Regions from separate parts of the Sus scrofa genome. Here region 1 is linked to region 2. Evidence: chromatin contacts called from public HiChIP or PLAC-seq data. All regions are on one chromosome and are shown on one strand. The core of a region is the stretch at or near the end of the contact, and the rest is flanking DNA. Distances in the headings are between cores, read along the strand shown. Region 1 holds the start of MED7 (mediator complex subunit 7). Region 2 holds the start of LSM11 (U7 snRNA-associated Sm-like protein LSm11).

Evidence for each region. HiChIP or PLAC-seq counts read pairs in DNA pulled down with a chosen protein or histone mark.
Region 1: an H3K27ac HiChIP or PLAC-seq map of alveolar macrophages shows a contact between it and region 2. The contact joins the promoter of MED7 here to the promoter of LSM11 in region 2. A contact is called at or near these places in 1 of 5 promoter capture datasets (liver), 17 of 47 Hi-C or Micro-C datasets (alveolar macrophages, brain, embryonic fibroblasts and 11 more) and 2 of 2 datasets of contacts at active chromatin or transcription factors (alveolar macrophages and skeletal muscle).

The regions. Positions count from the first base shown.
Region 1 is chr16:66,112,619-66,116,095 of Sscrofa11.1, forward strand. It overlaps MED7 (mediator complex subunit 7), which reads left to right and starts at 2,224. Exons shown (of 2, transcript NM_001044615.1): 1 at 2,224-2,257. All of the region lies in intron 3 of FAM71B (protein FAM71B), which reads left to right.
Region 2 is chr16:65,598,447-65,602,002 of Sscrofa11.1, forward strand. It overlaps LSM11 (U7 snRNA-associated Sm-like protein LSm11), which reads right to left and starts at 2,159. Exons shown (of 5, transcript XM_021076895.1): 1 at 1,874-2,159; 2 at 1,680-1,871. The coding sequence starts at 2,120.

The sequences.
Region 1 (3,477 bases), core at 974-3,473, 510 kb after region 2:
TTTGAATAAAAGGGTCTGAGTGCAAAAGAGAGGATGTTGCCTCTTCCTGGATATCACCTGCGTAGCATCACCTAGAGAATATCCCGCTAAGAACTGAGAACTGAGTCCTGGGGCAATTCGAATGATTGAATGTGCCAAAGGCTGCTGAGAGTAGAATAAAATGAGGACTAAGAATGCCCATTGGAGGGAGATCCCTTGTGGTACAAAGGGTTAAGGATCTGGTGTTCTCACTCCAGCCTCTCAGGTTGCTGCTGTGCTGCAGTTTTGATTCTGGTCCAGGAACTTCCACACAAAAAACAAACAAACAAACAAAAACAAAAACAAAAACAAAACCCTTAGAGGACACCATGTAGGTCACGTTGGTCTCAGGGAAGGGAGAAAAGCCTGAATGGAGTACGATCAAAAGTGAACATGTTTCAGAGTTCCTGCTGTGGCTCAGCGGTTAACGAATCCGACTAGGAACCATGAGGTTGCGGGTTCGGTCCCTGCCCTTGCTCAGTGGGTTAAGGATCCAGCGTTGCCGTGAGCTGTGGTGTAGGTTGCAGACGCAGCTCGGATCCCAAGTTGTTGTGGCTGTGGCATAGGCCAGCAGCTGTAGCTCTCATTCAGCCCCTAGCCTGTGAACCTCCATGTGCCACAAGTGTGGCCCTAAAAAGTCAAAAAGCCAAAAAACGAAAACAAAAAAAAAGTGAACATATTTCTTCAACAAATAAATTGATGTGTGTGGGGGGGGGGACTGAAATGGAGGAAGGAAACTATAGATTAAAAGATAATAGAAAGAGGAGTTCCCATTGTGGCTCAGCAGTTAATGAACCTGACTAGCATCTGTGAGGATGAAAGTTTGATCCCTGATCTTGCCCAGTGGGTTAAGGATCCAGCTTTGCCCTGAGCTCTGGTGTAGTTCACAGACGTGGCTTGGATCTTGCATTGCTGTGGCTGTGGTCTAGGTCAGCAGCTACAGTTCCAATTAGACCCCTAGCCTGGGAACCTCCATATGCCCTGGAGTGTGGCCCTAAAAAGCCAAAAAAAAAAAAAAAAAAAAAAAGATAATAAAAAGATACATCAGCTAGTCACAAAAGACTTCATTGCATCTTCAGACATTTGGTATTTTCATACTGATTTCATTGATGAAACTAAATCAAGTTATTAACTTATTTTTAAATGAGACAGTGGTTCTGTGGTTCAATGAAAACAACAATAAAACCCCCAAACAAGTCTTTATCTTTCAGAAATGCATACTGAACTGAAATAATGTCTATAGGTAGATAATTATTGAAATTGAAAGTAGAGACTATTCTCTACTTCTATATATGTTTGGAACGCTTCATAGTAAGTTTTAAAAACTGGAATAAAAAAATCTTTTTTTTTTTTTTTTTTTTTTTTTTGTCTTTCTGTCTTTTTAGGGCTGCACCCACTGCATATGGAGGTTTCCAGGCTAGGAGTCCAATTGGAGCTGTAGCTGCCAGCGTAAGCCAGGGCCACAGCAAGGCGGGATCCGAGCCGTGTCTTGGTAGCATGCTTTTTTGTAAGATTCCCACAAATTTAGAAATGTGTAGCACTTCTTGAAAGTCGCCTCCAGAAGAAACTCTTACATATCGTTTTGTTTTATGCTTGTTAATTTGTTGCCTGGAAATGTAACAGAATCTGAATACGTGAATAAAACTGAATGGACGGTGAAGAAATATAAATTAAGAATATGTTGCTTCCCAACCATTTTCACACATATTTCGAGATTAAGATTTCCATGTTCCAAATTATTTCCAGCATGTGGAGTCCAATCTCATTTCTTAAGGTTATTTTTAAAATTATTTATTTATGTATTTATTTAAATGTTGTTTTTGACAGTGGGGTAACATTTTTTTAAATGTAACGTTTAAAAATAGCTGCTTGTCTCTATTTTTTAAAGTTTATGTAAGGCATATGGATGCTTTAATTTTAAGCGTTAAAAAAAAACAGCAAAAAAAGAAACGACGCTACCACGTGCCACTGCTACTGATAGAAAAAGCACAAGAAAAGACTCCAACACCCCAAACCCTGCGGCTGCCGCCAAATCGCGGAAAGAGCGGGGAGAGAGGAGGTTATGCGCAGGCGCAATAGCGAGCCATCGGTCTGAGGCGGGACTAGAGCCTGGGTTAAAGGACAGCTCTTTCCGCCAGTCAAGAGACAGCACCAGTAGCTTCTTCCGGGAAGAGGAGGCCGGAAGTTGGACTTCGGCTGTGGTGGCGAAGGCGGTTACCAGTGTAAACCCAGTACCGAGGTGAGTGGGCGGCGACGACTTGGGGCTCGGTTCCGTCCGCTGCATTTCTCCTTCCGGACCCCGCCGCTTCCTCCCGGCGGGCTGGGAGTGGTGGGAGGCTTGGCGCATAGTGTGCTCGCCCACCTTCCTCTCCCGCGCCCTTCGGGGAGCGCGGCCTCCCCGACCCCCGCGGAGCCGCCGGGTAGAGCGCCTGGAGGAAGGTGCTCTCCGCGCAGTGGGCTGCGGGCTGCTTCCGAGTCGGGATCTCGAGCTGCGCCGGAGGTCCGGGGAGCTGAGTTCCAGTCGTGTGCCGCTGGTTTGTGTAGCCTCTGCAAGTCTCTTGGCCCCTCCGGCTTTATGAGATAACCAACCCTCCCTCGGGGATCAGTCCTCTAATCACATGAAATAGTGGGAGGCTGGGAAGGAGGTAGAACTATAGCCTCATCATCAGATCATCCAGAGAGGTTTTGAAGGCAGCTTTTAAGCGTCCCCCTTCACAGTAGAGAAGTGAGCAAAACCTCTGGGACTGGCACCCTGGAATACCTTTCTGTTTTAGTTAAGTCCTCCAAAACGAAACAGACACTGAAAGGTGGATCTTCAATCTGATCACCACCTGTGATGCCTGGCGCTGGTTTTACCAGAGACTTCCATCGCTTTTGACAAGTTCAGCTGAGAGAAGTGATGGAGAGAGAAACATAATTTCTGTAGTATATCAAGTTTTTTTTGTATTGTTAGGCTCTTGGTACTTCACTGATTTGAGAGAGCTTGATGGTGCAACAAAAAGGACCTAGATAAGAATTCCTGCTCTGCCATTTATTAGCTTTTTGATCTGGTTGCAGACACTCCCTCTCAATGAGACAGACTTGTAATTATCAGCTCTAAAATGAAATCGATAGTGGTATTAAACTCACAGAAATATTACGAAGCTTAAGTAAGGGAGGGTATAAAACAGTGATACTGGAGTTCCCGTCGTGGCGCAGCGGAGAGGAATCCGACCTGGAACCATGAGGTTGCGGGTTCGACTCCTGGCCCACTCAGTGGGTTAAGGATTTGGCCTTGTGGTGAGCCGTGGCATTGGCCGCCAGCGGTAGCTCGGAATTGACCCCTAGCCTGCTTCTGAAATTGGGAAACCTGCTTCTAAAATTGAGACGGCCACTCTGAGGGCACCGAGAGGAAGGGGAGTGTTCTGGGAGCCCCAGGTCCGGGATCCAGGGCCCACTGCATGGAAGGTGTTCTGATGT
Region 2 (3,556 bases), core at 909-3,408:
ACCCTCACCCATGCTTCTGTACTTTTTTTGCTTTCTGAAGGCCATCAAGCTCTTTGTGATGCCTGCTCATCTCTACCAGGTACACCCCACTGTTTCCAGCGGTAGGATTAAAATTTCCAGTGCCGAGGGCACATTCCGAGATTCTATTCCAGGCAATATTTAATCGCAGGAAGTCGACAAAGCTGGCCGGGACACTCTGTCATACCAATAATAGAGCAAAGGGCTCCACAGGTAAAGCCCAACCACGCACCACACAGAAGTATTTCTTTTCTCTTGAAAATCTTAAAAGCGAAGCAATAATTGGCCAAATGGAAATATAAAAATGAGACTCAAAGTACACCTCGAAAATTTTCTAGTGGCAAAAAGTATGGGCAAAATAAGGTCTCCCAAACTGCTCTTAATTTAGGAACATGCATAATCTATCTGTGGGTCACTGTTGGGCCAGCGAGCTGGGGGAAACCCTAGCTTAGGCAGGGATGCTGTAAGCACAGTAAATCATTGGACAAAGGTGCCCCTAACAGCACTCAGCTTTTCAGGATGTTTTTCTTTTAATAAAAACATTTCTAGGGAGGAAACAAAAATACTCCTTTGCTTAGCAGAACTCTCCAAAGACAGTGATTTAATAACGCCACGATTTAGCTATCAAGATAGAGATGCTCTCAATGGCTAAGTAGGTCGTTGTGTCCATGGGGCAGATGTCAGGACTGCTTGCCAGATGACAGAAGATGTAACACCTGGGCTGTTTTTACTCCATTTATACAAGACCTAACTCACACGTGAGCAACCTCTGCCGTTTACAGCTTTACCCTAAGGATCTATTAGAAGGCTGCAAGAAACTCCCTTGTGCCTGCTACACCTTTAGAACCTAAAACTAGCCAGTGCATATAATAAAAGCCTGACAGACACAATCCTTCACTTGGCCTGGCAGAGGGGCTGTGAAACAGTGCCTGGGTTTTCGTGGCATTTTGTGCCTGCTGCATTCCAGCACTTGTAATTTGCTAATGTGAACATATATGTATCAAGACCCTTGCAGCAGGAAGAAGGAGCCGTCACTGAAGGTGCAGGGGTTATAAGATTATGTCCACTGTGCCATCTGAACAGATTTCTTCACACTCCATCCCGTCATCTCCAAATCTCACTGACCGAACACTTTTCCTCCCCAAATACTGGCTGTGCCCTCCCTCCCGCTGCGTGCGTGGTCCCAAGACCTCCTCGCTTCTGTAAACCCTCACTATGACATCCCGTTTTTAGGCCCATCACCTCCGCAGACAGCCCCCACCCCATCGCCCCTGCACATGCTTTCTGCAGGCGCCTCACCACCTCTATAGCCACTTCCGTGACCCCCAACCCCTTTTACAGACCGTCTACACTAATTATCCAGGCACACGCTCCCCCGGGCTATTTCTTTCCCCTTCAGCTTTACACTTTCCCCCCACTGCTCCCGCAGACCCTTCCTTCCGCAAGAAGACCCTCCCCACGCCCCCACTGCCGGCATTCCTCAAGCAGAACCCGCCCGCGGCCGCTGATTATCTCCGTAGCCTTGACCCGGACCCTGCCCCGGATTCGCGCCCCGCGCGGAGCCCCAAGCACCCGGCCGACGCCTCCCGGCCGCAACCTTCCGGACAGCGGCCCTGCCCGGCCCCCAGCCCCGCCCCGCCCGCCCCGCCCGCCGGACTCACAGGGCATTCTCGTGAGCACGTTGCGCGGCGCCTTCCTGGTCCGAGCCGGACCCCGCCGCCGCGCCCCGGCGGCCCCGTCCTCTTCCTCCTTGGCCACCATGAGGCGGCGGAGGCGCTGGATGCGCTCGGGGTCCGGGGCGGGGGCGTCCGGGCGGCGGCGGGTCCTGCCCGAGGGCCCGGCGGCGGCGGGGCCCCCGAGCCCGCGGCCGCACCCCGCGCCCGCCCGCGCCCGCCGCCCCGGCACCCGGTCTTGAGGAAGCTCTCGTACTCGGCCACGTTGTTGAAGCAGGGCGCGTTGGGGTAGGGGATGGGAGGCAGGCGCGGCGCGTACAGAGCCAGCAGCGGGTCGAAGCTGTCAGAGCTGACATCCAGCAGCGGGCTGGGCGGGCTGGCGGGGCTCCCGGCGCGAGCCGACCTCGCCCCCCGCTCCCGCTCCTCCATGTTTGAAAGGCCCGCAAGCCGAGGCCGATGGGAAGAAGGAGCGGGGCCGCCAGAGGGCGGCACTGCGCAGCCGCGGCGCGGGGTCGCACTGCCTCCGCGCGGCCGCGGGAGGGCAGCATCTGCCCGCGCTCTGCGCCGCCGGCGGCGTGGCGCGGGGATGCCACCCTCAGGGCCTCGCAGCGCGCATCAGTGCGCGGGGAGCAGGTTAATCTGCTTTAACGCACCGTTTCCCTATCTATATCATCATCACTTGGGGTGTTAGTAAGTCCAGATTCAGCAGAAGCGGAGGCCGGGACTGGCGTTTTAACAAGCTCCCCCGGTGGTTCTCTGCTTTCTGCAGCTGGAGTCTACCCCTAACTTGAGCTGTGGAGAAGCAGAGGGAGGAGGGCAAGGAGAACCCCAATTTGCTTTCGTTCTGAGTACCACTGGGGTTTAGCCTAGCTGGACTCAAACTATTTAGCTTCTCTGGGTCTTTACATTCTCATCTGAAATATGATAGAAATGGTTACCTATTTCATAGACTCGTCGGAAGAATGAAGAGATACTGCCTCTACAGCACATACCAAATGCTCTCTATGAATGTTAATATTTCTTTTTTTTTTTTTTTTTTTGTCTTTTGTCTTTTTGTTGTTGTTGTTGTAGTTGCTATTTCTTTTGGGCCGCTCCCACGGCATATGGAGGTTCCCAGGCCAGGGGTTGAATCGGAGCTGTAGCCACCGGCCTAGACCAGAGCCACAGCAACGCGGGATCCGAGCCGCGTCTGCAACCTACACCACAGCTCACGGCAACGCCGAATCGTTTACCCACTGAGCAAGGGCAGGGACCGAACCCGCAACCTCATGGTTCCTAGTCGGATTCGTTAACCACTGCGCCACGACGGGAACTCCTGAATGTTAATATTTCTTAAGCGTACAATGAAACTTTAGAATGGAGGGGGGAGGTCCTAGTCTTGGATTTCCTACACCGTATGCAAAAAGAAATTTACACATACACCGGAAAGAAGCTAGTGTTAAAGAAAATTCACTATCACCAATCTTCCAAGCACTGCTAAGCACCTGGAGGAAATGAGGATCCTGCAATTGGAGGGTGGAATAATGGAGGACTTACAAAACCTGGTTGTACTTTAGAGACTCTGCTCAGCAAAACATTGTTTTTTGGTATGAAAATGACAGTCTACACCAAAAACCCAGATATCACCCTTCATCCAACAAAGCTGTTTTCAGTCACCTACAGGCCACACCCAATCACCTTCCTAACTGCCATCACTCCCCCAAACTACTATCAACTGGTGTTTAGTCTATACTGGTAGCTTTTGTGTACATTTTTAAGTTTCTTTACGATTTGGAAAGGAAGCCTGAAAAAATACTATTCTCCTAGAGAGCAGAATGAGAATTAATATACAACTATGAAGTATGCTTTAGAATAAATACATGCTA